Linked DNA regions of Mus musculus: regions 1, 2, 3, 4, 5 and 7 are each linked to region 6. Evidence: chromatin contacts called from public promoter capture Hi-C data. All regions are on one chromosome and are shown on one strand. Each heading gives the region's core, a stretch centred on a gene start, on an enhancer-like site or on the middle of the called end of the contact. The rest is flanking DNA. Distances are from core to core; before and after follow the strand shown. Region 1 holds the start of Nek9 (NIMA (never in mitosis gene a)-related expressed kinase 9). Region 2 holds the start of Mlh3 (mutL homolog 3). Region 3 holds the start of Dlst (dihydrolipoamide S-succinyltransferase (E2 component of 2-oxo-glutarate complex)). Region 4 holds the start of Arel1 (apoptosis resistant E3 ubiquitin protein ligase 1). Region 5 holds the start of Zc2hc1c (zinc finger, C2HC-type containing 1C). Region 6 holds the start of Psen1 (presenilin 1). Region 7 holds the start of Ylpm1 (YLP motif containing 1).

Region 1 (3,198 bases), core at 661-3,160, 1.7 Mb after region 6:
ATTCCTTTAGGATACCTCAGCAAGTTTCTTTTGGAAAACTTTAAACTTTTTCCCATATGTGTAAACACCACTCATCCTCAGAGCCTGCACTGCCCGCGAGGAGTCCTCAGTGCTTTTTTTTTTGTCTCCTTGGGATATCCACACCTAAGACCCTGTTACTAACATGACTGGCTGGTCTTCTTGCTGTAACTATAACCTAGAGGGAAAGGGCTACTTCTCAGAAGCTTTGTAAGTTCATATCTTATAAATACCATGTGACAGAGATAGCGTCATACAGTTCTGAGAAGTGTGATAAAATTAACTCAAAGCTAGTAACCAAGTTGAACATGACATATAAGACAGAGATAGGAAACTGGTACTCACTGCTCAACGGTGAGAAAGTGAGCCACTTAACTATACTGACTTAAATGCTAGAAAATAATCGGCACAAATAAGAACATAGGCGACTACAGATGATAATGTCCACTAATGGGTTGGTTACTGGAATAGAAAAGAACACAAAGATATTTTCTTGCAACTACTTTTCTTCCATCTTTCATAGATATATGCTGGACGCTGGAGGTATGGCTCAGTAGTGGAATGCCTTCTGAGCACTGGCAAAGCCCGTTTTATCCCCAGCACAAAAAGTTCTGGCTGGGAGCAGACACTAGAATTGCAAGTGCATGAATCACCTTTTGCAACCTCAGCAAGTTCTCATTAAATGTTTACCCTAAAGCTAGAGTTTTAAGGCTGTGGTGATTAGACTCAAGTTATGGTTAACTTTTGGAGGTAGACTCACTACAGGGTTTTAAATCAGTACACATTCTTAATTTTGGATTCAGTAACTCATGGGTCTCTCCATTGTGACCTTATGCAAGAAGGTGGGAAAAATGACTTAGCTTCCTTGGGTTCTCAAAGAAAGGGGTCCTTGTTTCTCCAGACTCAACTCCACCAATAAAGTATTTGTCTTATACAATCACTGAAGGAAAAGCAAGAAAACAAACAAACAAACAATGATCTTTCTGGTGATCAAGGAAATCCTCCGAGTGATCATTTATGAAAAAAACAAAAACAAAAACAAGAAAACAAAGCCTACAGGGCTAGCAGTGTGTTGTAGCTGCCAGTGTGGCTATTTGGAAGTACACACCAACTCCCCATCCCGCCCTTCAACAGCTATACGAAAGGAAGTAAGCTTTTACAGACTGTTCCCAAAGAGCAAGTAAGCTTTTTATATTGTTCCCAATGTGCAAAGCACCTTCGTTTGGACCTCAAAATAACCTTTAAAAAAGTAAAGGTTTTTTTTTTGGGGGGGGGGGCGAGGTTGTTATCGCTAAGTCCAATTAACAAATGGGAAAACTAAAATGCAAAAGACCGCTCAATGACTCGCTCAGTGACAGCGGTGATTAAACCAATGTCCTACAGCAGGGGAAGCGAAAGCACGGTGGGGTTCCCGAGACCTAAACCCCAAGGGACGCCTGACCATAGAGGGCCAGGGGCAAGCAGCACTGGAAAGCGGGGCCGGGAAGGAGGGCGCGGGGAGGCCCGGCAGCGGCCGGAGCCGAGGGCCGCTACCTCGGTGCGGCGGTACAGCGTGGCCTCCCCAAAGGCACCGCGGCCCAGAACGCGGATGGGGATGTAGTGCAGCTCCTCCTGCTCCGCCGCCCCGCCGCCGGCTCGCGGCCCTGGGACAGCGCTGGGGCCCGGGCCCGAGTCCCCGCCACCCCCGGACTCGCTTCCGAAGTCCGAGTTGATGGAATCGCAGTGTCGCTCGTACTCGCCCAGCACCGACATGGCGGCGGAGGCCGCAGCTCGCCGGGAGCCGCCCGCGTATCCACGGCGGGCAGGGCCGGCCGCTTAGCGCCTCAATGGCCTCAGACGCCAGGCAGCGGCTTAGGTGGCCCCGCGGCCCAGGGAGCTTCCATGGTGGCTCCTGCCCCCTGACCCGGAAGCGGTTCTTAGTGTTTCCGGCTCGCCGAGGTTTTCCCTCCGCCTTTCGCGTGCCCACTTGTTGCAGATGCGTCCCGCACACCTTGGGCGTCGCTGGCCTTCACACCCGCGAGTGTCGTGGAAGCGGAAGAGTGACCACACGGCGGGTTTGCAGACCGCTTCCCTACAACCCCCTACCAGCTTTCCAGACTGCGTCACATTTTGGAGGTGGTCCAGGCTAATCCTGGCGACACGTTTGTCCCAGGAGCTGTGACTGTGTTAGCTGTCACTTGGCTTGTTGGGCAGGGCTCCTTTTTTTTTTTTTTTTTTTTTTTTTTTTTGTAGCGATAGTGTAGCAAAGATAATGGAGCAAGCTAAAACATTAGACTTCTGACAACTTTAACAATTCCTTCTTCCTTCCTCCTCCTCCTCCTCTCCTCCTCCTCCTCCTCTTCCTCCTCCTCCTCCTCTTCCTCCTCCTCCTTTTCCTCCTTTTCCTCCTTTTCCTTCTTCATTAAGTCTATAAAGTTGCAGGACTATGACCACCACAGGGTTGCCTAAGTTGGGACAATGCTAAAGGGTTTTGTTTTTCTTTTCTTTTCTTTTTTTTTTTTTTTTTAATGATATTATGGCCCCAGATCCTCAGAGCGCCATGAAAACAATGTTTATGTGTCTGTTGGGGGTGGGGTGGGGATTGTTTTAGGTGATACAGCTAGTTAGGAGGAACTTGAGAGGCAAACCCTGCAGTCTGGCCCCAGAATTAGGAAAGGGCAGGGCGTGATGAAACTAAGGTTATGGGACTGGCGCCATTACACTTGTTGGGCAGAAGCAGGAAGTACACTTTGTATGTTGTACAGTTTGGTGTTTCCTGTGGACAGTGGGAAACTAAAGCAAAGGAGTAGGTGATTAGGGCTCTGTTTTGTGTGTGTGTGTGTGTGTGTGTGTGTGTGTGTGTGTGTGTGTGTGTGCCGATTGAATTCAAGTTGCCTGATTTGCATGGCAAAACCTTTATCCACAGAGCCATCTTACTGGCTCTCAAAGCTCTAGCCTTCTGAGGAAATCTGCTCAAGATTTCTTTCATTAGCATAATGATTAAAACATCCTTTTGCTTAAGTGCCCTGCAGTAAATCAGTGACTTTTTTTTTCTTTAATTTATCTGTTTTCACTCCCTGTGCTTTAAAAAACAACAATTATAGAGGAATCCTTGCTCACCCAGACAAAGGGGCACTAAAGATTAACAGACAAATACACCTCAAATGGTTTCTGCTAGCTTTTATTTGTGAAAGTTTACAC
Region 2 (3,419 bases), core at 364-2,863, 1.6 Mb after region 6:
ACACTTGGTCTGGTCAAATCAGCCTCATGGGTGGCAAGGGCTTTTCCATTCTGAAACATTTTCACAAAGGTTTTCAGTGTTGTGTTTTTCTTGGATGAAATCTCCACAGCACCAGCCATGTCGGCTATACTTGCCAAGGCCTCTCCTCGGAAGCCATAAAATGCTGGGTTCTCCAAGTCCCGCACTGAGTGGCATTTACTAGTAAAATACCGGTTTCCCACCTTCTCTACATCGTCCCCCGCCATCCCAAGTCCATTGTCTATCACTTGAACTTGGAAGGTTTCCATATTCACTCTGATGGCCACACATGTTGCTTCAGCATCAATACTGTTAAGGGTAAGTTCTTCAACACACTGGCCCAAGGAGCTTATGGCTAAACCGGAACGCAACTTGGTTTTTACGTCATCTGATAGACACCTGATCATGGCAGGGACACATGTGGAGGGAGTGGCAGACACTGGCTTCCTTCTCTGACTGGAAAATAATCACCTACAGGAAACAAAACACAACACATACTCTAGCAAACCTCAGTTATATCACATCACCCATTTCTCTCGACTATTACAAAGAACTACAGTTAGAGTATTAAACCAAAACGCGAAAGGGAAGTATACTTCTAGTTTCTAGACAGCACACAAAACTCATGCACTGGTATAACAAGCTTCAATTCCAAAGCATTCATAATTTCATTAATTTTCGCTGTTCCTAAAATGAATGCCCTAGAGTGAAATTATAATTACGCTAGATGCTGATCCGTAAAGACACTATTCAAATTTCTAAGCACTTCACTAAAAACAGATGCCTAAATTAAACGCAGCTAAGAAACATTAGCTAGAAATTATTCATGAAAAAAGTCCAAGCTAGTTTCATAACATTTATACTTTACACAATAACCACGGCTTTTAGAAAATCCTTTGATGTTCTAAGACACTGTAAGTAAGAAGGTAAAAAAAACAATGGGACTAAGTCAAAGTCAAATCTATCAAGGAGACACAGTAAGCCATTACTTTCTCAGGAAGAGGTGGGGGTGGGGGAGGTAAAACTCCTTTGATATTTAAGTCCTGCTCCTGTGTAGCTTGATAGCTTGCAGAAAGGCCCTTATTACTGATATTCTTTTATATTGATACTCTCGGTCTTTTATATCCCCAGAACATAGCTTGGCAATAAAAAGTGAGTGTATGGGGTGGTCGGACCCTGATTCCAGGTTTTCTTATACAAACCCTAAGACTCTAGGTAGTTAAAGGTCTCATTCTTAAGTGACAACAGTGAGGCAGGTGACAGGCTCTTTTGTTTTGTTTTTAAAGCCTGGAAAAACCGGGGCTACGACAGCATTTAGCCACCGTTGGCAAACGGGGTGAATGTGTAATGAGCAGTTCTAGGGTCTGGAAAGTCGGGCATCCCGTGCAGGCCGGGCCGCGCCTGCGCAATCCACCCACCCCGCACCTCCGGGGGAGCCGGGGCCCCGCCAGACAGGCCCGCGGCAGTCACCATTGCTCCTGTCCAGTTAGACAAGCTCTCTGGACCACATTTCATCACGTGCTTTCCCCCTTCACCTCGAATCTCCTCCATCAACTCTCACCGACCAACCACCTCCAACGCCGAGCGCGCGCTCCCGAGCATGCGCTTCCGAGACACCGCCAGACGGCGTCTGCACGACGTCTCAGTGCGCAGGCGCTAAGGTGGCCAAGCTGCGCGTCCCTTCACCTGGCGGGTTCCAATTAGTTCTTTTGTCTTATTCTCTTTCGGAATGGGGTGAAAGGCTGTTTCTACTAAATTTTACTTTGCTCCCCTTCTCGTCTCCTTTGCATGTTCTAATATGTAGTTCCACATATATCTTTCTTGTTTCCTTAGTCTTTGTTCGCTAGATTGTAAACTATGTGAAAGTAGTTTGGTTTTTTGTTTACTGCTGTGTCCTGGTGGCAAGTAGATATTCAGGGAATGAATGCAGAGCATTCCTTTTTTTGTTTGTTTGTTTTTCGAGATAGGGTTTCTCTGTATAGCCTTGGCTGTCCTGGAACTCACTCTGTAGACTAGGTTGGCCTTGAACTCAGAAATCTGCCTGCCTCTGCCTCCCAAATCCAGGGATTAAAGGCGTGCGCCACCACTGCCTGGCAAGAGCATTCTTGAAAATTAAAGCTTTACGAAGCTGGAAAGGGCTGAGAAGCCTCTCTCTCTTTCTCTCATATTTTGTTTTTGTTTTTCTTTCAAAACATGATTTCTCTGTGTAACAGCCCCGGAACTCGCTTTATAGACCAGGCTGGCCTATAAACTCACGGAAATCCTTCTGCCTCTGCCTCCCAAACGCTGGGATTAAAGGTGTGCTCCCACTCCCCACCCCACCTCCACGTCTGCCCAGCCCAACTCTCTTGATTTGCAAATCAGGACATCAGGGTCCCTCCTTCCCTTCCTTCCTCTCTTCCTCCCTCTCTCTCTCTCCCCACCCCCATACCACCACGGCTTTTTCCTGCAAGAGCACAGTGAGAATATTTTGAGAATTATTAGGCAATCCTCAGTTTTTGTCTTCTGTTTCATCCAAACCTCCTCCCAGAAACTTTTTAAAAAAGATTTATGTATTTCATGTGTATGGGGTTTTGTCTGCTTGTACTTCTGCACACCAGAAGAGGGCATCGGATCCCTTGGTCTTAGAGCCATAGACTGTGTGAACCACCATGTGGGTGTTGGGAGTTGAACTCAGGACTTCTGGAAAAGTTGCCAGTGCTCTTAACTGCTGAGCCATCTCCACAGGGAGGACATCCCTCCTCCCTTTAAAGGAACTTAGGACAAAGTTTTAAATGAGTATATATTTAATTACTAACCAAACCAAATCAGACTTGTGGAGCCAATGAAGCAAACTTCTGATTATTGTTCAGTTTGCCAGGGCTTCATGACAAAAGGCCACAGGCTGGGTGGCTTAAGTAGCCGGGGTTTTTGTTTGTTTTCTTTTCTTTCCAGTTCTAGGACAAGCTGGAGTTTAGGCCAGGATTCCTTCTTGGGTGTGGCTGTCTGTCTTCACGTGGTCTGTGGTGCATACACTCTTATGAGTCAGCAGTCCAATGGGATTGGTCCTTGGGTTAGAGTAGTTTAGGTATACAAATGAGGGGAGGCGCAATCCAGGCCATAACTACTTTATCTGAATTTCTCACCTTTGGAAAAGGAGTGACTGTAGATGTTCCAAAGGATTGAAAACCAAAAGTAATTAGTGCAGTGCGTCATGTGAACACGGAACAGCCCAACCTGGTGGCATTTGCTCTTGCTACACATGAAGTCTCCCGTGTAAACAATGTAAAGAAATGGCAAAGTTACTTCTCTTTCAGACCTCGTTAAACTACCCCAAAATTTTCCTCTCACAATAACGAATTAATCATGTTGCCCAAAGTTCACTAAGGATTAAAAGGGAGGGGGGGAAGCAATGTAAGCAT
Region 3 (3,134 bases), core at 223-2,722, 1.4 Mb after region 6:
CGGACGCAAACATGGGGAATGAAATAGTGCATTGGGTGGGGTCGGGAGTGAGGTGGGGATCGGGGCAGATGGTCAGCAGCGAATTATGGCTCAGTATCTGTGAAAATGAGAGCTCAGAAGCCACGAGCCGGATAATTAGGTGCTTGGGCTAGCTGAGGAGTTTGGGCTGTATAGACAGGCAGGCAGTAGCAACTGGAAGAATTTAAGCAGGGGAGTGGCAGGATTAACTCTACACTAACAAAGGATCTTTGACAGAGGTGTGAAGGCGGAGTGGAGAGAGTGAAAGTGGAGTCTTAGACCTGCTACAAGGAAGCTTTGAAGGAAACAGATGAAGGGCATTACAGGCTCAATAGTGAGGGCAGCTGGGACAGATGATGTCTCTCTTTCTAATCAGGGCTTCTGCCCAAGGCTCAGAGATTCCAATGCCATTGGATCCAGGGTTTGGTGAGCAGAGGCTTTGTGAAGGTTTTGAAAATTAGGCAAAATAACTCAAAAAAAAAAAATCAAAGGCACTACGTGGTTCATTTATTCATTCAGACATTAATTTGATATTTATTCAGCTGAGCTCATGGAATACTATTTCTGTTAGGAAGCCAGGGTTAAAGGCCTAGGGATTTAAGAGCGAGCAAGTAAGCAGGGTAAGGGTGGCAAGCGCTTTCAATGTAAGGCAATGGGCAGAATGGTATACACAAAGCTGCGGGGGGAGGGGGCGCAGGAAGCCTACAAGCGTTTCTACAACCTCTGCCAATGGGGCATGACATTGAACAAAAGTGTAACCCCCATAAGATTAGTATGTCACATTCCCAGAGTTGGGTAGCAAATAACTTCCAGAGTTCACAAGCTGGGTGGAGCACAGTTAGCTTGGCTGGAGAGTTTGCTCAGGGGCGGGAGAAGATCAGGAGCTAAAGCACAGTGGGGCTAGTTGGTGAAGTCTTACAGGTCCTTTAATACAGTTCCTCTTGTAGTGATCCCGGGCCATAAGATTATTTTGTTGCTACTTCATAACTGTAAATTTGCTACTGTTGTGAGTTGTAATGTAATTATCCGGTATGCTAGATATCTGATATGTGATCCCACTGAAAGGGTCGTTGGACCCTCCAAAGGATCGCGACCCACCTGCCCAAGTCCACATAAGCCTAATCACCGGCCTGAGATCTAAGTTCCTAGCCATTTCCCTCTCTTCCTAGAATGCAGAGGCAGAAAGGCTAGGTTTGGGGGCAGCAGAAAACGGCGCCAAACAGAACCAGCTCTGAGGAAAGGCAGGGAAGGCTTGAACCCGGGGGCGCTCCGGTGGCCGGATGGTTGTCCTCGAAGAATACTAACCCAAGTTGGCCTTCTCTTGACAGCGCCACAGATGCCCCGCGCTGGGACCGCTAAGGATGCGAGCCCGGCTCACACCGCCCGGCACCCAGCACGGTTAGTGGTTCGCTCCGAACACCCCTCGCCGCTTGGCTGGTGCCGCGGCCGGTCTCACTTCCGGTTGCTGCCGGGCCCTGTATCCGGTGTCCGCCCGCCCTCCATCCCGCTGCCTCCGCGATGCTGTCCCGGTCACGCTGCGTGTCCCGGGCGTTCAGCCGCTCGCTTTCTGCCTTCCAGAAGGTACTGTCTGGCGGGGCCCGGGCTCCGATGGGTGCCGAACATGGCTGTGGGCGGACGGGCAGGCCGAAGGGCAGGGACGCTGTGTGCTGGCCAGGCCGGCCACCAAGGGCACCGGGACGCGGTGGCTGCCGACGCCCGCGGAGCCGCCCAGCCGCGTGTACGGAGCCCCGGAGCCCCTGTCCTCTCCCAGGCAGCCCGCGCCGGCCGTTTTCCCGCTGTCCCGAACCCTTTGCTCCGGGGCTGGGAGCCGCGCCCGCAGCGACATTGACTTAGAGTTAAGAGAGGAGGCACGGCCCCCAACCGTATTCCGCGGCCTGTCTCTTCGCGGTCTCCAAACTAGCGCCTGGCAGGCTCAGGGGAGGATGACAGAGTTTGGCCGACTCGGTGTTTTGCGTCTACTTTCGGAGTTAAGAGCACGATAAACGTGTCATTACCTGTCAGCAGCACGATAAACGTGCCCTTAAAAAAAATGTTTGTTTGTTTTTTTCCCCCCTCTTTTCATTTTGGGTGACGTCGATAATGTCTTCTTTCTCAACAGGGGAACTGCCCTCTAGGGAGACGTTCCCTGCCTGGTAAGTTCTGCCCTTGCGGTCACCTAAAATGCACTTCTCGTGGGCAGAGCAGCATGGGAGGAAATCTGATGTTTCTTCTCATGGTATTTAAAGACAATGAATTCAGAGAGATGCGAAGCAAAAGACTCCCTTAAGTATAACTGCTGTCATGTACTCACCCGGCGCATCCTTACTGGGTTTTGTTCAGCTTTTTGTGGTGCTGAGGATAGAAGCTAGGGCATGGGAGGCAAGCACTTAACCACTGAGCAACACCAGCGGCCCACGGTTACTGAATTTACACTGTCAGGGCACTGTGCTAGATGCTCGTTAGAAATACAACAATGCAAAAAGTCTTGTCCTCCAGGAGCCTGAGGCGTAAGGGAAAGGCATGGTGTAAATTGCTGATCATCAATCATCTAAGTGTTTGGAAACATGGACAGAACAGGTTTAAATAGGTGACATTAAAGTTGTGGCTTGCAGGATGTGACAGTCAGTGAAGAGAAGAAGAAGAGAGAGAAAGAAAGGGGTAGAATGCATGAAGTCAGTGAAGAAGGAAACAGGTGTGGCATTCTTTTGGAATTGGAAACAAAGTGACTGGTCAGAAGCCATTAGTTAAAGGAAACAGTATCTCGAGGAAGATGATGGTGTAGAGGCTTTCGGAAGTTTAGATATTTTTTCCCTTAAATTTATTTTTCTTTATGTGTACTGTGTACACACTTGGCATTCTGTGCCCACGGAGGCCAGAAGAGGTGTGGGATCCCCTGTAATTGGAGTTGCAGGTTGGTTGGGAAATGCCCGGTGCCTGGGTCTCTGCAAGAGCAGTACCGGTTCTGAACCCCTAAGCCTGGAAGTTTGGATTTTCATTCTCGTAGCTGTGTGTGGGTTGTTGTCTTTGGTAGAGGAGAAAGTTATTAACAACCTTCCATAGCTTACTTTTAATCAGGTGCCTGGCAGATATGTATTTATCCCTGCCCACCTTCACTT
Region 4 (3,585 bases), core at 146-2,645, 1.3 Mb after region 6:
CAAGAGAGGGAGTGAACTGCAGCCAGTCAAACGCCCGAGTCCCATAACCAATGCACTGCCTCGCACTGTTACACCTCGAACACCTCTGAACCCAGTAACACTAGGTCAGTGTCATGCAGTAAGAAAATCACAAGCGAACCAAACTGACCTCTGAGCGTCTAGGGCACAGCTTCAACATCGGTAAAACAAAGGTATCAAAAGAGTCAACTAAGATGAAGTTCACATAGCCTACAAGTCTCATAAACTGCACATCCACTTCCAGGAAAGCTGTCCCTGGCCTTCCACAGACTCTCAAGGGGTAAAAGAAACCTCTCTCCGGATGGCTAAGAACAACTAGAATACATCCTAAAAGCAAAGACAAACAAGCAAACGGAAAACAAAACCAAACACTGCCCAGTTTCGCTTTCTCATTCCCACATATTCTCCCTCTCCCATTAAGGACTGCACACCAGGCTTCACAACGAAGAGCACTGTTCCCCATCACATTCCAGGCTTGCTAAGTAGTTGCACATATAAGCTTCTGCACCTGTTTTTCTTGTGATCGTCTAAAAAAGGCCACTGCGACTGGGATAATTGGCTCAATGAGTAAAATACCTGCTGACCAAGCAAGAAGCCCTGAGTTTGGTTTGCCCAGGATCTGGTTAGAAAACAAGCCGGGGAGTAGTGGGCTTGTCCACTCCAGCACCGGAGGGCAGGGATGGGAGTATCTCTGGGGCTTTTTGGTCAGTCAATCTAGCAAAAACCGGAGGTGGAGGTGTTTCCAGGTTGGGTAAGACAGACTGTTTTCTAAAAAGTGGAAGATAAAGACAAGCAGCTTCCTCTGGCTTCTGCTCTGAATTTCTGCTCTGATGCACCTGCACGCTCGTGCTCGTACACACACACGGGAAGAGAGAGAGAGAGAGAGAGAGAGATGCAGACAGACAGAGACGGAGGGAGAACATTGGGGGGGGATGTCCTCCATCGCTATTACATTCCTCTCTTTCCGAAGAATCTTACGCCCAGCCTCACAAGTTCCAAGCCGGCGAGGAAAACCAATCAATAACCAGAGCCTCAAGGCTGAACTACAGAGCCAAGGCTGAAATGATGTGCCAGAGGAAAACCAGAATGTACTGTCAAACTATGGGACGCCCAGGATTCCCGACCCCTCTGCCCTCGTCCCCTCTTCTCTCGCTCGCCTTCAGCAATTCTGGTGCCTACGGTCGGCTGGGCTCTGCCTCCGGCTGCGGCGTGAAGAAAAACGTTACCCGAACGGGGGCTGCAACGTGGCCAAGTCCTAGTTCTGGGGTCCGAGGAAGCAGCGGCCTCATCCAGCACAAATCCTACCCTCCACCCGCCCCCCAAAAAAATCTCCAGTGTCGATCTCCGCCAGCGTTAGGAGCCGGCTCGGAGCTTTTACGTTTCCCAAAGTAGCTTCCGCCTCCGGGTTGGCCTTTGCCGGAAAGAGCGTGAGGATGACGTAAAGTGTCGCGCTGCGAGCGATTCCGGAAGAAACAGGAGTGCGGCGTGAACATGGTGAGCGGAGTGGGAGAACTTTGTCAGAGAGTTTTGGGGAGCAAACGGGAGCTCAGCCTTTGGCCAGATATAGACTCGGTGCTTCCTTGTTTGTTTGTTTGTTTGTTTGTTTGTTTAATTCCATTCTGGCCTTAGTTCGAAGGGAGTAGGGAGGGGGACTGAGTGCTGTTTGGGGAGGGGCAAGAAAAATAGAAGAGAACTTTAAAAGATGTTTTCAGCTCTTTTTAACTCGAAAACTTCTGTTTCAAGGGGAAGCAAAAGAAAACAAGGAAATATGCGACTATGAAGCGAATGCTCAGTCTGAGAGACGAGCGACTGTGAGTGGTCAGAACCAACTGGTTTCTTAAACTGATCAGAACTACAGAAGTCACGATGGGCTAAGTAGAAACATCTGATGTACTGGTTTCTTAAACTGCAGAAGTCACGATGGGCTAAGTAGAAACATTTGATGTTTTTTTGTTTTGCTTATAATGTCTTAGGTCTGTGTTGCATGGAATTATAGTCACACATTCGGTGGGGCAGGGCATGGTATCGTTGTGGGAAAGCCGGTGAGGAGGTCATACCATGGCTGTCTTCAGGTCCTGCCACCCAAGTTTAAAAAGGACGATGGGAAAAGTCCAAGATAGTCCCATTTTATAAGTTGTAAGAATTCAGAACCTTGCCGGGCGGTGGTGGCACACGCCTTTAATCCCAGCACTCGGGAGGCAGAGGCAGGCGGATTTTTGAGTTCGAAGCCTGGTCTACAGAGTGAGTTCCAGGACAGCCAGGACTATACAGAGAAACCCTGTTTCGAAAAAAAAACAAACAAACAAACAAAAAAAGAATTCAGAACCTTCGAACATGCTAGTATGATATTCCCATTATAAAGAACACTCAAGGGGCTGGTGAGATGGCTCAGTGGGTAAGAGCACCTGACTGCTCTTCCGAAGGTCCAGAGTTCAAATCCCAGCAACCACATGGTGGCTCACAACCATCCGTAACGAGATCTGACTCCCTCTTCTGGTGTGTCTGAAGACAGCTACAGTGTACTTACATATAATAAATAAATAAATCTTTTAAAAAAAAAAAATAAAAATAAATAAAGAACACTCAACCAGTTTCTCTGTATCGGTAAGGACTGGGTAAACAGTTAATTTAATGAAGACTGGGCTTCTTCGTGTTTAAGATTTTCGGAACAAGAGAGTGGTCATTAGAACCTTCAGAATTATTATTCTCAGCTTCTGATGTGGGTTTTTATTTTATCTAACAATGTCCCACTGATCACTTCCTTGTGTTGAGTCTTTATTTTATACGTGTGTTATGTTTCAGGCCTTTATAAATAACGTGGAGAAACTTTCCTCCTAAACTTGTGGTTTGAGTCCTTTTTGGTTTGATTTGGTTTGGTTTGTTGTTGTTGTTGTTGTTGTTGTTGTTGTTGTTGTTTGAGACAGGGTCTCACTAAGTAGCCTTGGCTACCCTGAAACTTGCTATGTAAACCAGACCTCGAATTTTTAGGGCTCTGTCTGCCTCTCTCTCCCTGGAGCTAGGAGGGCCACCATGCCTACCTTGGGATATTCAGAAGTCTTCAGCAGGTTAATAACAACCTCTTCACGGCCTCTTACACGTGGTTTGTTTTTGTTTTTTTTTAGCATATATTATACATAACAATAGATATCATTATGTTATTTTTCAAGTGGGTATATAATGTACTTTGAGTAAAATCAACCCCCATTTATACCAAGAAAAAAGTTAATAATTAGAATTTATTCATTAACAACATCTTGAGTTTATTAGCCTTACTGATTAATTTTTATATTTTCTGGCTACTTCCTGCTCTATTTACTTGTTCTCATAGTATATGTTGATGCTAACATCACAAAGTCCACAACTGGATTTCTTTGGTAGCAGAAAGAGAATGGAACTTGAGGTGATAGAGATTGAGCCCAGGGCTTCACGCGTGCTAGGCCAGCCCCAACAAACTGAAACTTCCAAATGAAATTTCAACTGCATCATGTTTCCCTTCTCTGGATTTGCTTTTTTTGCAGTAAAGAAAAGGATAGGTTGAAGCCTAAGAAGAAAGAGAAGAAAGATCCG
Region 5 (3,145 bases), core at 416-2,915, 1.6 Mb after region 6:
TTTCTTTGAGTTCAAGGCTAGCCTGGAGTATGTAGAGAGCTCCAGACCAACCACAAAACAAACACAAACAAAGAAGCCAACCAAAGCAAAATAAAGGAGGGGGAGGGAGAGGGGGAGGAGGGAGAGGAGACGGAGAAGGAGAGAAAGAAAAAGAACTTGAGGTGTCCTGTTAGGTAGCTCTCAATTGTCATGACTTCAGGTCTAGGGGTTCCATTGCCATCTTCTGGCCTTCCCAGGCACTGCACACACAAGGCATATATTCACATAGACCTCGGAGTTTCTCTCTTCCTCTCTCTCTCTCTCTCTCTTCCTCTCTCTTTCTTGTGTGCGTGTGCGTGGGGGCGGGGGGGGGGGGGAGGGAGGAAAGGCCTATATGCCTATACCCAGCCTGGGAGAATCTGAGACAAGAGGATTAAGTAGGCAGGAGGACTAACTAGTGCTAACCATAGACTAAATAGGGAGCCTGTCTCAAAACAAACAGCAAACAAAACAAAACAGAAGAGACTCCAGTGGGATCCTAACACAGAGAGAGACAGACCCAGGGATGGGAAGGGGAACTTTTCTTGCACAAGGAAGTTATGTATACTTGAACACTAGAGATTCAGGGGGAGAGTATGGAAACGAGTTAGAAAAGATGTATGGGAAAACCCATAGAAGCTGACTGAGGCAGGGTCCTAGTCCGTGGGAAACCTCTGCAATGTGGAGAAGGCCGAAGAGCCAACTGGGAATGAAAAGAATGACTGACAATCTGCCCTAGAGAGTCCACCAAGGAATTTTTTTTTGTAGCGCATAAAAGCTGACATCTGATCTGTTGTATTAACGAGACTGCTGTCTACTTTATTTCCCACGTGCTCGAATCTTCTGTGTAGTTACAAGAAAAACGGAGCTATCTGTTCCAAAACAGCTTATCCAAATGAACTGAAGCACGAAGAAGACAAATAAACTCTCTTCTGTTGTCAAAAAGTTACAGAGGACCATTTAATGTTGAAATCAAGTTATGTTCATTACTGTTGATCTGGTTGTTAACTTTATTATTGTTACTTTTGGCTGAGTCATTCCTGGGCCCTAAGTAGTAACGGTCACGTGAGAGTGAAACGTTATAATAGCAAAATGATTAGATTGGCCATAGAAACTACCCTGGGACTATAACACGTAGTGAAATAATAGTAAAGCTAATATAATAGCAAGCGCCAAAGCATTGCGAGGGAAGACAGCCCGGAGCATGTAGCCTGGAGCTCTTACATAGCCCTACCTGGGGCCTGAGCGCAGTAGCCGAGCGCACTCAGAAGGGTGATCAGCAGTCCCACTCCCGCTAGCTGGACAGACTCCCGAATCCTGGGGCGGGATGATTCCGCAGCCCATCTAGGGGCTCCACCCTTCTCCAGACAAGGGCACACCCTAAGGTCTGGGAGCTTCATTCTCGGAGAAATCCAAGTTCTTCTTTGATGTAGCCCCAGAAAAACCTCTCCAACCCCTCCCCAAGGGAAACGCTGATCTGAGCTGCGGAGTTGGCTGCACCTCGACAAGTGACCCGACTGCACCCGTACTCCACCTCCCTTCCCTCCTCCCCTCCCCACCTCCCTCCCCACCTCCCTCCCCACCTCCCCGCACTCCCTCCACCACCTCCCTCCGTCCCTCCAACCCAATCTGCCCCGGCGGCTTTCGGATTGCTTGTGGACTGCGCCTGCGCACATCTGGAGCTAAAAGTTCTCAACCAGAGGCGGTGCTCTGGTCTCCAGGCAACGGGATAACAGAGGTGGACAGAGAGCGCCTGCGTGGACGGCGGTTGGGTTTAGTCAGGTGTGGAAAACTAGGTCTTGGGGATTTTCCCTGAGCTGGAGCGGCCCCCGAGCGCCTCAGGTACGCCGAAAGGGGAGATACTGAGACCTCCCGAGGGGTTGGAGAGTGAGAGTTTATCCCTAGAGGCCGGGTCCCAGTAAGGACTCCCGTTTGACCCTCTGGGACAGAACATGACTCTGGAGTTCCGGATCCAAAGCGGGCTGGGGCGCTCAGGTGTCTGTCACCCCCTCTCCCAACACACTCTCTTTACAAGCCTGGTGCGGTTTGAGCCATAGAGCATCTTTGCATGAGGGCTTGACAGCCGGGCACCTGCTTCAGGCCCGGGTGGCTCGTGCTCTTTGTAGTTTGTAGCAAGGGGAAAGTCCAGGGAGTGCTTTGGGCCAGGCCCTGTCGCCAGGCCACTGTTCTCACCCCGTAAAACCGTGGGACTGGACTCAGAGCGGCCTCTGCAATTTACAAGAACCCGGGGCTGGTAAGAGCAGGTTGCCTGTTTTGTGTCACGGACGACCTTCTATCTAAAGCTTTTCCCACCCATTCCATAAATGGTGTAGAGCAGGTCATCTACAGGCCTGGAGGAAAGTCAGTGGCAGAACACCTGTGTCACGTCCATTCTTTGGTCCTCGGGGCTTAGCAATGTCTGGCCTGGCACATAACCATCACTCCCTAAATGCTTATTGAAAGAATGTCCTGGCAGAGCCAACACCACAGTCCCGAGAAACGTTTAAAGGGAATGTGGGTAGGGCAAATGGACAAACAGTTTACTCTAGCAGCCGGGAGTGAACCTCAGACAAATTCTTCACATGTATCTGCTTTAAATCTCCCCTAGGCTTCGGTCCAGGCACTGAATGGCTGGTCTCCAGTTGGCTCCACATCTGCCTGTGGGCGTTATGTTCCCACATAATAAAACAGAAGCTCCTGGACTCCACTCAGCTAAGCACGACCCTTACGAACAAAGTGACTCTTCCCAGCGGCCCTCGATGGGACATTTGAGGAATAGTTTCCAGTCGAAGCTTTGGAGCAACACAGAAATGGAGCAGGAGGACGAGGTCTCCACCCGCCCCAAAAGGAACGTCTGCACAAAAGCCCGGAGGCACTCCTGTCCCCACAGTGCAGGAATCAGGCAGCAAGGCTCAGGGAACAATGCCCAGGGCCAAGGAAAGGGTCTGTTTTACTTGTCTAGTCCGACACCCCGGTATCCCAAAGCAAATGACCAGGACTTCATTCCCTTTAGGAGGAAACGAGTGGGAGTGGATCGGGCTTACCCACTGAAACCCATGGTCCACCGGAAGTCACATAGTACAAGTGATGCGGGCGCAGACGGGGACCAGAATGGCTACCCAAGACT
Region 6 (3,500 bases), core at 619-3,118:
ATCTTATTCACATAGTTAGAAGTGTTGTGTGCCTTGATATTTCCGTGGGTGCCCGAGTGGGATACATTAGCTTCTCTTGGCACTCTATAAACATTGTCTGTCTATTTGATATTCATTGGTGGTTAATGTTTAATCACCTTTGCCCTTCCCTGGTGTCAGTCTTCCCATGTCATTTATGTAATATTTGTGTTTATATCCCTAAAAAGGAATATAGAAAACAGAAGTATCTGTAGTCTACTCAGTTCCTGTCCCCCCTCCCCTTTGAGGGTTTACTTTTACAAGAATCTATTGGAACACTGAGTGTAAATACAACTGCCATTTTTGTCCATTAGACAGTTCTCTTGCTCATAGCTTTCATTCATGAGTATTTTTTTTAAGATTTATTTATTTATTATATGTAAGTACACTGTAGTTGTCTTCAGACGCACCAGAAGAGGGCGTCAGATCTCATGGTTGTGAGCCGTCATGTGGTTGCTGGGATTTGAACTCAGGACTTTTGGAAGAGTAGTCAGTGGTCTTAACCACTGAGCCATCTCACCAGCCCCATTCATGAGTTTTATAACCTAGGTGAACTAAGATTTGTTGTAGGACAGTGAGATTTTTTTATATATATACCAGTACTCCACGAACATCTTTGCACAAAAATGTTTGTCGAAATTGCTTCTCTGTATAGTTTACAGCATTTGCCATTCTACCAAAAGATCGCAATTAATGTAGTTTGCAAATGGCTTTTAGTCTATGCTTGTTTAGCAAGTGTATTGAGCTTGTTCTGTACTGTCTACAATTTTCTGCCTTCTTCCCATATAAGTAAATGATTGAGGGTATAAGTAAATGATTGAGGGAAAACTACCCAAGGTTATGCTATGTCTCCTCCCAGTTGCCATTCCGCTGGCGGAAAAGACTAAAGTATCAAGATCTTAAGCATGAAAATAGTGAAGTCTGAGTTTATTGAAGCAGGGTTGAGAATGTTGGGAGAAAATGGAGATGGATGCTCTACTATTTAGAACGAGGCCTTCTGGGAAGTAGAAAAAAGGAAGTTTGACCCAGTGTATCTTAGTTTGACCTGTAATTTGCTAGGAATCCCAGTCCGATTTCAACTCACTGTCCTGCCCCATCTCCTCCTGAGTGTTATGATTTCAGATACAACACCATCCCGATGTATTTGTCTCTGTTGGGAGTAGAATCTAGTTCCTCGTGTGTGCTCCTTAAGCACATTAGCCGTTTTCTGGTTATTTGGGATTATGAATAATTTCTCTGTTGTTTTTTGCCCAAGTGAAATGTGTGGTGTGCTGTTGATAATTGTCTCTCCGATTAAGGAAAATCTGAGGGATGTAAAAATCAAGATAGGAAACATTCTTTGCTTTCTAGAAGCTTGCCATCTGGGAAGACTTTCAGACTCGGAACCTAGACTAATAGGATATTTCTCAGGTTCTGTTTACCCACCAATCGCTTTGGTTTATTGAGAGTACAAACAGTAAATTTTATCCGTTTTGAGGAACTGTTCAAATAAATACTGTGGAGAAATGGGAAGTGTTGGATTTAAAATGTCACTACAAAACAAGGCACGGTGTCCCCACACATGGAAACCAAATAAATAGGTTCAAGCCCATCCTTTCCTACAAGGTATGTTTGATACCGGCAGGGAACGCTCGAATCGCAGTCTCAACCAAAAACAAGGGAAAATGTCACTTGTAGACTGGAAGAACGCTAGACGCGCCTCAAACCCTAGAGAGGCCTCAGGTCGCGCACATCCTTACATCTATGCGAGTGGATTAGGCCAGCTCCAGCCCCCAGCCCTCGTGGCCTGCGCGCGCCACCGGAAGCTCCGTCCCCTCCCGGGTCTAGGGGCCAACGTCGCCGAGGCCGGAAGTTGCGACACCGGTGAGACCTCTAGGGCGGGGCCTAGGACGACCTGCTCCGTGGGCCGCGAGTATTCGTCGGAAACAAAACAGCGGCAGCTGAGGCGGAAACCTAGGCTGCGAGCCGGCCGCCCGGGCGCGGAGAGAGAAGGTGCGTGCCCAGGGTGTGCGGGGCGGAGGGTGTCTCTGCCGGTCGTGTTCACCGTCGCCTGCCTGCCGGGGGTCCGGGCGGGCCTGTGTCTCCGAGGGCCGCGCTGCGGGCGTCTCTAGGGATGAGGGGCGGGGTCCAGGCGGGCGGAGATCGAGGAACCCCGCGTGGGAAACGGGGTGAAGCCGGTTTCTCGGAACCCAGCCGGGGCCAGACTGAGAGCAGCCTTCTCCGAGCTTTGGTACCCCGGAAGTGCTGGCTTCCCCGGGCGGCCGGGAGCAGATGGCTGGCATCAGGGGTGGCCTCTCGATCAGAGTGGAGCTAGAGATAGAGGAAGCGCCCTAGGCTGGGTCGCCTTGAGCAACTGGTGAAACTCTGCGTCTGGTGCCCCGAGTGTGTCATAGTCCAGAAGTGAGTGAGTGGCACTCGGGGCTAACTTCTCAGTGTGTCTGTTGGCAGGCGAAGAGTCGTATGGCGCTTGTTCTTTCTTCAGAACTGTCACGATGCATGTGTCTGACGCTTGTAGGCGCCTTTAGTGTTTGCTAGTTCTTCCCTTTCACGTTTTCAAATGTGGCACTGCCGCGAACAGAGGCTCAGGCACATCCGCCTGGTAGTGGAGGACGGAGTGCATGAGACAATTGAGGTAACTTTTTACATAACTAGGAGAAATGAGAGTTCCAGTAACAGAAACGTAGAAGAAACGTGAGCAGGACAGGCGATCTGTTCAACTAACGCATAAGATTGACTGGGTTCAAGTTTGGAGAATGAGAGAGAAATAAGGAAGTTAGGCAGTGGTTTGGAAATAGTACTTTTGAAGTGACAGCGGGTGAAGATGGCCTGAGGTCAGAGCTGTAAACTGTAAACATGGGTCACTTAAGTAGATTTGCTGTTTGATGTTGGAGCAGAGAACTGGGTGGACACTTAGGGAACACAACAAAGAGCCAGGTAGAAGGAGGACAACGAGGCTGCTGAGGAGGACGAATGCAGAAACCACAATAGTGCAGTGTCACAGAAGCTGAGAAACACGGAAGCTTCAGGGAGCATTGTCAGCGATAGGAATGAAAGGCCTGGTGTTGTTTTAGAAGGATCTCTGTACCATTGTACCCTTGAAAGATGAGCGTGAACCACAAATACTAGTTTTAAATGTTCCCACAGACACTTTTTTAAAAAATTTTTTAGAGGTTTATTTATTTATTATATGTGAGTACATTGTAGCTGTCTTCAGACACCCCAGAATAGGGCATCAGATTTCATTACGGATGTTTGTGAGCCACAATGTGGTTGCTGGAATTTGAATTCAGGACCTTCAGAAGAGCAGTCAGTGCTCTTAACAGCTGAGCCATCTCTCCAGCCCCACAGACACATTTTTAAAGGTAACAAGAAGCAGTTGAAATTAGTCTTAATGATTTGTTAATCCAGTGTAGCTAACAGTTTCATTTTTAACAGGAAATCCGTGTCAAATTAACTTGTCCTCTCTAGATAGTTAGGAGGCT
Region 7 (3,214 bases), core at 704-3,203, 1.3 Mb after region 6:
GGAGAGGCGTGTCTCACACCCGGATTGGTTATGCACTATGCCTCATTTGCATGTTCCTCATCTGATTGGCTACTCTCTCTCTCTGTACCTCACAGAGCCTCATTATCATACCTCATTTGCATGTCTCACATCTGATTGGTTATACTCTCAAAGCCTAATTATCATGCCCGGGCCAGGCAGTGTTTTTGCAAAAAACTTTACTGCATATGTACACATTGGTTGTTTGTCCAAACTTATGCGTGGTGGCCAGCAGTAGTCAGTGCCACTCTGCAACGGCACATGTGGCTTCCCACAGTTTGTATATGCTCGGCCTAGGGAGTGGCACTATTAGAAGGTGTGGCCCTGTTGGAGTAGGTGTGGCCCAGTTGGTGGAGGTGTGACCTTGTTGGAGAAGGTGTTTAAGATCCTCTTTCTAGCTGCCTAGAAGTCAGTATTCTGCTAGCAGCCTTCAGATGAAGATGTTGAACTCTCAGCTCTTCCTGTACCATACCTGCCTGGATGTTAGCCTCTGAACCTGTAACCCAGCCCCAGTTAAATGTTTTTTTATAAGAGTTGCCTTGGTCATGGTGTCTGTTCACAGCAGAAAAACCCTAACTAATACAACTTATGACATGCAATTTTATGTATTTCTATGCTGCTTCAATAAGACACTGAAAGAAGGAATCCCTAGCCCCGCATCTACTACTCATAGTTACCCAAGACAGGTAATGATCTGGTTGCTAGGAAAAAAGAGCAAGGTCACATCTTCAAATTGACATGCTGATACAGTTAAGAGTCTTCAAATTAAGCATGGTTTTTCTCTCCCCTTCCTTCCTTCTTTCCTTCCTTCTGTCCTTCCTTTCCCAGAATTCAGTGTACTACTTCTGATGTTCAGTAATCACCCAAACCAATGGAAGTCTTTAATATTTTGCTGCTAGGGTTCAGGAAATCAGCTTTTAAGTTACCCTTCTCTGACTTTTCTTAGGTTTTTTTTTTTTTTTTTTTTTTTTTTTTTTTTTGGGTTTTCGAGACAGGGTTTCTCTGTATAGCACTGGCTGTCCTGGAACTCACTTTGTAGGCCAGGCTAGCCTCGAAATCAGAAATCTGCCTGCCTCTGCCTCCCGAGTGCGGGATTAAAGGCGTTCACCACCATGCCCGGCTGACTTTTCTTAGGTTTAAGGATTCTCCAACAGGGACATCGTCCGAGTTAAAACCTGGGTTTGATGGTACTTGGAAGGCAGAGGCAGGAAGATCTCTGTGAGTTCAAGGCCAGCCTGGTCACAAAGCGAGTTCCAGGACAGCCAGGGGGTTCATACAGAAAAACCCTGTCTTGAAAAAGCAAAAAAATTTTAAGGGTGGTGGGGTGGGTGGTGGGTGGGGAGGAAACCAATCTAAACAATTCAATTCCTTTTACAGTACCTGTAGGAAAGAATCAGGGCCATTTTCACTTTCCTTCTCCAGAATCCATTTTTCATTCTTCCTATCATTGTCCCCTGTCAGGCTGTGGGTTGACTGAGTTAAATCAGTTTAACTTGGAAGAACTGTCATTTTTACAAAGCTCCCTCTTTTTTACTTAGGACTATGGTAAGCCTCTTCGTGAGTTCAAGTTTAATTTTTATTCTCAGGTAGGATTCTGCAGTTTTCTTCATATAATGTCTAGATTTTTCTTAGTAGAGTTATTACTTGTTTTATGTTCTTGTTGCTACTGTGAATGGAATCTTTCCTCCCCCCTCCCCACCCCCCCATTCAAAACTAAACCCATAGGGCGTTAGGATCTCTATCACTCCTTTCGGCTGTGAGACTCTATGGTTTTCTTGGTTCTATGACAACATTCTATTACCGCCTACATTTTCCGAACCCGAAGGAAGGCGGCAACAGCGAGTACCTGCGCCAAGGTTCCCTCTATCTGGCCTTTGTTCTCCGCTCGATGGTACTGCGCATGCGTAGTTGCCTCAGCACGGTCCCCGCCTTCCCGACCGCGGGCCCAGCTCCGTAGCGCCGGCGCACTGGCGCGCTCCGTTCACACGCTCCGCGGCCTGTAAGGCACCGCGAGTTCCGGCTGTCGCCGTCACCGCCGCGGCTCCTGGAGGTCGGTTGCGACGAGTAACGGCGCCGGGACGAGCCCCGCGCCTTCGTTTCCTATATGTATCCGAATTGGGGCCGGTATGGCGGGAGCAGCCACTATCCGCCGCCGCCGGTGCCGCCGCCGCCGCCACCGGTGGCGCTTCCCGAGGCCTCGCCGGGGCCCGGGTACTCCAGTTCGACGGCTCCCGCGGCCCCTTCCTCTTCAGGCTTCATGAGCTTCCGAGAGCAACACTTGGCGCAGCTCCAGCAGCTGCAGCAGATGCACCAGAAGCAAATGCAGTGCGTGCTCCAACCCCACCATCTTCCTCCGCCCCCGCTGCCACCCCCGCCGGTGATGCCCGGGGGCGGCTACGGAGACTGGCAGCCGCCTCCGCCACCGATGCCCCCGCCACCTGGACCAGCCCTCAGTTATCAGAAGCAGCAGCAGTACAAACACCAGATGATCCACCACCAACGAGATGGGCCTCCGGGTTTGGTTCCAATGGAGCTGGAGTCCCCTCCTGAATCTCCCCCTGTACCTCCAGGATCCTACATGCCCCCATCCCAGTCGTACATGCCTCCACCTCAGCCACCACCCTCGTACTATCCCCCTTCCTCCGCTCAGCCCTACCTGCCTCCTGCTCAGCCATCCCCTTCACAGTCTCCACCTTCCCAGTCCTATCTGGCGCCCACTCCTTCTTATTCTTCCTCGTCCTCCTCACAATCATATTTGAGCCATTCCCAGCCCTACTTACCCCCTTCTCAGGCCTCTCCTTCCCGCTCCTCCCAGGGCCCTTCTAAACCCCAGCTACCACCACCACCGTCCATCCCTTCTGGGAATAAAACAGCTATCCAGCAAGAGCCTTTGGAGAGTGGGGCCAAGAACAAGACTGCTGAACAGAAGCAAGCTGCTCCTGAACCAGATCCCTCTACAATGACTCCACAGGTAAGCACTGTGTCACATCTTTCATTTAGGCTTTACGTGAGCAGGTCTTGGGCTTTAACCAGCTAATGCCTATCGTAATTCCAACAGCCAACGACTAGCCCATTCATACTCCAAAGATCCCCTAAGAGTCAGCCCTGAAAGCCAGGTTTTAAATTGACCATAGATTACCAAAAGAAGAGTAAAGATAAGACTAGGCACTTGAAGTTGTAGTAGGTTGGCACTAGA

What was found. Promoter capture Hi-C pulls out the DNA fragments that hold promoters and counts their contacts. Capture Hi-C pulls out chosen DNA fragments and counts their contacts.
Region 1: a promoter capture Hi-C map of pre-B cells shows a contact between it and region 6, with 2.5 times the contacts expected there. The contact joins the promoter of Nek9 here to the promoter of Psen1 in region 6. A contact is called at or near these places in 2 of 39 promoter capture datasets (liver and pre-B cells), 1 of 484 Hi-C or Micro-C datasets (CD4 T cells), 1 of 115 datasets of contacts at active chromatin or transcription factors (memory CD8 T cells) and 1 of 9 other capture datasets (adipose tissue).
Region 2: a contact with region 6 is called in a promoter capture Hi-C map of liver, with 3 times the contacts expected there. The contact joins the promoter of Mlh3 here to the promoter of Psen1 in region 6. A contact is called at or near these places in 2 of 39 promoter capture datasets (liver and neutrophils) and 2 of 9 other capture datasets (adipose tissue and liver).
Region 3: a promoter capture Hi-C map of liver shows a contact between it and region 6, with 2.9 times the contacts expected there. The contact joins the promoter of Dlst here to the promoter of Psen1 in region 6. A contact is called at or near these places in 4 of 39 promoter capture datasets (the C10 cell line, liver and pre-B cells), 1 of 115 datasets of contacts at active chromatin or transcription factors (embryonic forebrain) and 1 of 9 other capture datasets (liver).
Region 4: a promoter capture Hi-C map of pre-B cells shows a contact between it and region 6, with 9 times the contacts expected there. The contact joins the promoter of Arel1 here to the promoter of Psen1 in region 6. A contact is called at or near these places in 4 of 39 promoter capture datasets (hippocampal neurons, liver and pre-B cells) and 1 of 9 other capture datasets (liver).
Region 5: a contact with region 6 is called in a promoter capture Hi-C map of liver, with 2.6 times the contacts expected there. The contact joins the promoter of Zc2hc1c here to the promoter of Psen1 in region 6. A contact is called at or near these places in 2 of 39 promoter capture datasets (liver and pre-B cells) and 2 of 9 other capture datasets (adipose tissue and liver).
Region 7: a promoter capture Hi-C map of liver shows a contact between it and region 6, with 4 times the contacts expected there. The contact joins the promoter of Ylpm1 here to the promoter of Psen1 in region 6. A contact is called at or near these places in 3 of 39 promoter capture datasets (hippocampal neurons, liver and pre-B cells), 1 of 115 datasets of contacts at active chromatin or transcription factors (astrocytes) and 1 of 9 other capture datasets (liver).

Annotation. Positions count from the first base shown.
Region 1 is chr12:85,337,452-85,340,649 of GRCm38.p6, forward strand. It overlaps Nek9 (NIMA (never in mitosis gene a)-related expressed kinase 9), which reads right to left and starts at 1,911. Exons shown (of 22, transcript NM_145138.2): 1 at 1,552-1,911. The coding sequence starts at 1,770. It overlaps Tmed10 (transmembrane p24 trafficking protein 10), which reads right to left. Exons shown (of 5, transcript NM_026775.4): 5 at 3,163-3,198.
Region 2 is chr12:85,268,986-85,272,404 of GRCm38.p6, forward strand. It overlaps Mlh3 (mutL homolog 3), which reads right to left and starts at 1,614. Exons shown (of 12, transcript NM_175337.2): 1 at 1,554-1,614; 2 at 1-489. The coding sequence starts at 425. Acyp1 (acylphosphatase 1, erythrocyte (common) type) reads right to left here. Exons shown (of 3, transcript NM_025421.3): 3 at 3,413-3,419.
Region 3 is chr12:85,109,361-85,112,494 of GRCm38.p6, forward strand. It overlaps Dlst (dihydrolipoamide S-succinyltransferase (E2 component of 2-oxo-glutarate complex)), which reads left to right and starts at 1,473. Exons shown (of 15, transcript NM_030225.4): 1 at 1,473-1,599; 2 at 2,138-2,171. The coding sequence starts at 1,537. It also overlaps a transcript of Prox2 not described here.
Region 4 is chr12:84,969,454-84,973,038 of GRCm38.p6, forward strand. Arel1 (apoptosis resistant E3 ubiquitin protein ligase 1) reads right to left here and starts at 1,396. Exons shown (of 20, transcript NM_178065.5): 1 at 1,176-1,396. Fcf1 (FCF1 rRNA processing protein) reads left to right here and starts at 1,477. Exons shown (of 8, transcript NM_028632.2): 1 at 1,477-1,512; 2 at 1,762-1,829; 3 at 3,537-3,585. The coding sequence starts at 1,510.
Region 5 is chr12:85,286,926-85,290,070 of GRCm38.p6, forward strand. It overlaps Zc2hc1c (zinc finger, C2HC-type containing 1C), which reads left to right and starts at 1,666. Exons shown (of 3, transcript NM_172414.4): 1 at 1,666-1,860; 2 at 2,627-3,145. The coding sequence starts at 2,646. It also overlaps a transcript of Acyp1 not described here.
Region 6 is chr12:83,686,284-83,689,783 of GRCm38.p6, forward strand. Psen1 (presenilin 1) reads left to right here and starts at 1,869. Exons shown (of 12, transcript NM_001362271.1): 1 at 1,869-2,010.
Region 7 is chr12:84,994,368-84,997,581 of GRCm38.p6, forward strand. Ylpm1 (YLP motif containing 1) reads left to right here and starts at 1,954. Exons shown (of 21, transcript NM_178363.4): 1 at 1,954-2,989. The coding sequence starts at 2,123.